Linked DNA regions of Gossypium arboreum: region 1 is linked to region 2. A link is a contact called in public Hi-C data. All regions are on one chromosome and are shown on one strand. Each heading gives the region's core, a stretch centred on a gene start, on an enhancer-like site or on the middle of the called end of the contact. The rest is flanking DNA. Distances are from core to core; before and after follow the strand shown. Region 1 has its middle 22 kb from the start of LOC108489278. Region 2 has its middle 6.4 kb from the start of LOC108452293.

Region 1 (2,700 bases), core at 30-2,529, 470 kb before region 2:
ATTAAACCATTCTCTCTCCTTATTTCTTAATTCAAAGCATTCAAAAAACAATCTTGAGTACAACACAAGTTCAATTGAAATTTGATCTTGAATTTAATCCTGGATAATTCGTACTCTACCTTTTATAAAAAATATATCTCTTAAAGTTGAATTCCATAACATTTAGAAAGAAAAAAAAGGTCCATTTACGTCATAATGCATAAACCATTATCATAAAAGAAGAGGTTTCTGGGTCTCACATATGTTTATTGGTTTGATTTCTCCATCGATAGCATTAGTCAAAAGCAATATTGTAGGACAAGTAATAATGCAAACCTATAATATGGTCCAATCAATATACAAGACTCGGCTCAATTAATTAATAGAAGTCTTGGAATGGGTCCTATTAATAGAATAGATAGCCATGGTCTGACCCGGACTGACTCCTCGGTTGGGTGGGAGTCAAATATCCAACACTCCATTCTCATGATCATTAGATAGGATTCCATATTTTTTATGTTATTACATAATGTACTTTGTATAAATTCAAGTTTGATGAATTTTAGTTTTTGTATTTTTGAATTAATTTTTGTAATTTTTGTAATTTTTAAATTTTAAATTTTTAAATTTTTAAATTTTAAATTTAATTTTAATTAAATGGTTGCGTTAAAATTTATTTGGTTAAATTATGCTATTAGTCATGTATTATGTATAAAGTTATAGATTTAGTCCGTGTTCTCTAATTAGATCATTTTAGTCACTATATTTTTCAATTTGAAATTTTATTTTTGATGCAAATGATAGTTATTCAATCTATTAACCGGTATTTTTTTTGTGAGTAATATGTGGAAATAATAAGCATGACATTACACATGTGATAATATGTTTGCTACATCAAAATTTAAAAATACTAAAACTTAATAAATTTAATAGCTACTATTTACTTAGAATTAAAATTTTAAAATTCTAAAAGTATAAAGATTAAAATGACTAAATTAAAATATAAAGACTAAATTCACAACTTATATATACTACATGGATTAATAATAGAATTTAAACGCTAAAAAGTGGGTATATAGGTTTAGACCCACCACCAACTAGATTTGAAGTCCTTATGGTCGGATTTCCTATCTTTATAGCTTTAATTTGGGTTTTGAAGTGGGAAGAAAGGCATATTGTCAAATGTGAATGTCCCTAGAAAATATATGTGGTGGTAACCAAATTGTTTTAAAGCTAATTTTCTCTCAAAAAGCGAAAAAAGAAAAAGAACAAGAAAAGGAAAATAGTCGCTAAGGTAAGCGCCATGACAAGTGGGGATTATATTCACAACATTTGTTGCCGGTGAAAGACAACCAAACTTATTGGATGTAATTGATTATGAGTTGACTATTATTATATAATATAAACAATCTAGTGGTAGTGGAGACCAATTATTCATGAAAATTATTTTTTAAAAATTTCTTTCATGACTAAATTTTGGATATATACTAAGGTTATTTCCTTTCGTAGTAGGAAGTTTTATGTAATTAATGCCTGAAATGCTTGGTGCTGAAAAAAAAAGAGATTTTTTAATAAAAAATTAATTTTGAATATAAAACAAAATAAATTATTTTAAACTGGAGAAAATTTCCAAACTAGTACACATTTTTGCAATGTATAGGAAAATTAAATTTTCTGAAATTTGATTTTCATATTTTCTTATCTCTCATCCTTCAATCATTCAATTAGTTGAAAAACTGATAAAATAAAAGAAAAATCGATTTTATAAAATGGATTTTTTAATTTCGATGTAATCTTAAACCAATTCAAATAAAATTTTTAAACAATTTTTTATTTTAGAGTTTGAGTTTACCCATCCTCCCTAATTCAGCTTCAACTTTAAAATTTTCTTTAAATTTTTAATTAAGTTTTACATCATAATTTGAATTATAATTTATAAATAATAATTAAAATGATATTATAAAATAATTCAATAATTTACGTTATAAATTATAAATTACTTCAAAATTATAAATAATGTCATAAATTAAATTACTTCAATAATTTTATAAATAAAAATGATATTGTAAAATTAAAATATTAAAATTATATTATAAATTAAAAATAAAATATAATTTTTTAAAAATATTTAAATATTATAAAATAACTTTACAATTTATAAATAACGGAAAATTTTCTCTTACACATATGTGTGAGTGTTAAGTGAACTCTAATTAAAAGTAATTATATGTTTGATTAAGCACACAATAAGAGTCTTATATGTGAGTGATTACCTAATGATTCATTGTATAAGTTGAACCTTTATAATTTGGCAATGAAAAATGAATATGTTAGAAAGGCTAAATCAATGCATAAATGAACATAAGAAAATTTTACTAAGGGCTTAACATTAATCATGGGATAGGATAAGTATCATTTACTGAACTTATCCAACATACACGTTAGTTGTTTAAGCGTGTAGGTTCAAAACTTGATTGAGAAGCTTGAGATTTATGGTTTGAAAGTATTGCATCATGATTGAGATTTTGAGGTGGTAGTTCATTTATCTGGTTATCAATTGTATTATGACTCTATACATAAATACTTAGAGTGAATTAAGAAATTTTGTAAATTTATTTTGGGTTTGGCTATGTACATAAATACTTAGATTGGTTTGAAAAAAGAATATGTTAGAAAGGTTAAATCAATGCATAAATGAACATAAGAAATTTTTTACTAAGG
Region 2 (2,700 bases), core at 61-2,560:
TTGTTGCCATCTCTGAATGAGCTGATCTATGAAAATTGAACTAACTCTAATACTACTTGTTAGGAATCGACCCAATTAAGCAACGAACAAGAAAATAACGGAATAAATTGAGAAATTGAACACACAAATTTAACATGGAAAAACCCCTCCAATGAGGATAAAAAACAACGGGTAAAGATAATTTTACTATAATGGCAAAAGAATGAAGAGTACAAAAGATTAAGATTAAGATTAAACCCCGAAAACCCGAAAACAAAGAACCCTCAAAACGTAAACAGAAAATTCTCTAAATGTGTTATGAGTTCTAATCTCTAATGGGTGTATTTTTCTAAGGTTGTAAAAGAGACTATTTATAGGCTAAATTCATAGGTCAAATAATAATAAAATAATCTAAACTAATCAATATTTGATTGAAACAAGTAAACAGAATTTAACTGAAAGATTATTTTTCAAATTTGACTCAAAATAGGAGTCATATTTAACACCAACCATAACTGATCCAAAACTTTGTTGTTCTTATATCCAAAGGGGATTGTGCGACATTACATGATCAAGAAGCTACTCAGATAGGTTATTATTAATGAAAATCATGAAAGAGGAACTAAAAAGTACAAGAGAGAATTGCAAGTACAATAAAAACTAGAAAAATAAAAAAATAAAAAAATAAAAAATAGAAATGTAAAATAGACAACACAATCAATTAATTCCGTAGTTAGAATCCAATGCTACATTTAAAGACTTTTTTAGAGAAAAATCTATTAAAAAGATAATTTAAGCTTAACTCACACTTCTTATAGCCTCACTCCTGTGCAATTATAAACATTCAACTCTCTCACCAAAATTTTTCCAGTGAAATATTTGTCCAGTCCAAACTGATAGAACATTTTGTTTACAATATAAAGTCACTCATAAATGTGCTGGGCAATAAATTGACTGAGTTCTCTATTTGCACACACAAAAGATAAAAACAAGTCTATTTTATATAGATGTTTTGTAGGCTTCTTAATCAAGTTACTGTGATTGATATTAACCTCCAATCAGTCTTCTTATTAAGGAATGCGATACAGTAGAGGTCCTCTTCAATTAAACATATTGATCACATATCTTAAATAAATAAAAAAAGTTTATCACAATAAATCACTTTAAGTTATCCTTGACAGAATTTCTTTTTCCAATTAACCTCGAATTCCGTTGCATAGAACCCCTTAAAAATATGTACAAAATCAAATACATTCATCAGGTCAAATATGTCTACAAAATAGGCAATTTACAACCAACTCAGTTGAAAAGTAAGTTGCAACTTGCAGCATCAACATGATACAATATTTGATTTGATTTTTTTTTTTTTTGCTTTCAAATAGTTGAGTATAATTTGGAAGAGTAGCTAGCTGGGGAATGAATCTTTATTTAGGTCCCTTTGGTGTATTTGGATATATCTTAGCTGATCACCAACACCAATCAGCACAGTTGGTAGGGTTAGAAATAGATGCCAGTAATAATAACGCTTACTAATGCCCTGAGACATAGAGCAGTGCCCGTGACATCATTGCCAAGTTTAGTCTACGTTTGGCCCAAAACCTACTTTAACATGCGCTTCTGTCTTTCTTCCTTTTACACAACAATGGAGCTTGGACTTGAGAGGCATCCCAAATTTTGTTTGCTCATGAAAAGCCCATAAAAGTTCGTATTGACAAAAAGAAAGTCTTGAGGACTCCCTTTTTTACTCGTTTAACTCCTAAACCAAAGCCAACTAGCAGCCCATCAAATAACGAAATCCTTTCCACTGCTACTTTTTGAATAGAAAAAAGTGTTTTGATAAAATTATTGAAAATTTTCATTTGATTAAAAATTTTTATTTCAGCATTTATTATTTTAAATGTTTTTTATAATTGTTTTAAATTTTTACCTAATATAAAATTTTCAACAAAAATGTGTTGAATAAGATAAATAGCTAGGTCAGTTATTTATCACTTAATGTAGAAAATATAAAGTTATTTTAATTTATTAAAAAATTAACAAAAATAAATTTTAAAAAATGAAATATTAAAATTAATATATTTATCTTTCATCCAAAACTATTCAAAATAATATAACATACTTGTTATACCCTTACCTCGATAGAGACACATGGCGACACGAGAACTAGCCAGAAAGGTGAGCAACCCTTGGCCTTGTATTGTCTATGTCACACCCTAAAATGTTAAGTTTACATTGGAATCATGACTTTGAGTATTAATTTGAAAAGCTTATAAATTGAGTGGGTTCTAGTGGAAATCAGGGGAATTGGCGGGTTCATTGTGAAAATGTTGGATTTCAACCTTGGTTCATTGCAATTGAACTAGAAAAATATCTTAGTGGGAGACATGATGATTATGGATATGTACACCAGGCTATTGAATTTGAGATCGGTGAAGGGAGTGAGAAAATATTATATAAATGAGAGATATTATTCTCTGGTAGAGGTGTGCATGGGCCGGACTACCCGGCCCGGCCCGAAGGCCCCCCCCCTAATGTGGGAGGGTTTGGGCAAAAATATAGGCCTGAAAAATGGGCTTGGACAAAAAAATAAGGCTCGTTTAAAAAATGGACCGGGCCTCGGGTAAGGTATTTTAGTTCGGGCTGACTTTTACCAAATTTTACCGACTCGAATCACTAAAGGACAAAAAATCTGCATATTTTTTTTATTTTTAATGTTATTTT

Evidence for each region. Hi-C and Micro-C count contacts between places; a contact is called where the count stands out from the background.
Region 1: a contact with region 2 is called in a Hi-C map of leaf, with 4 times the contacts expected there. The contact joins two enhancer-like sites. A contact is called at or near these places in 2 of 5 Hi-C or Micro-C datasets (both in leaf).

Annotation. Positions count from the first base shown.
Region 1 is chr9:41,254,585-41,257,284 of ASM2569848v2, reverse strand. No RefSeq gene overlaps it. Among protein-coding and RNA genes, the nearest start is that of LOC108489278, 22 kb to the left of the region's middle. Within about 2 kb of position 1,279, at least 2 of the 2 cell types and tissues checked have an H3K27ac peak or open chromatin away from gene starts, as enhancers often do. A contact at or near this core is called in leaf, where this site is marked.
Region 2 is chr9:40,784,886-40,787,585 of ASM2569848v2, reverse strand. No RefSeq gene overlaps it. Among protein-coding and RNA genes, the nearest start is that of LOC108452293, 6.4 kb to the left of the region's middle. Within about 2 kb of position 1,310, at least 2 of the 2 cell types and tissues checked have an H3K27ac peak or open chromatin away from gene starts, as enhancers often do. A contact at or near this core is called in leaf, where this site is marked.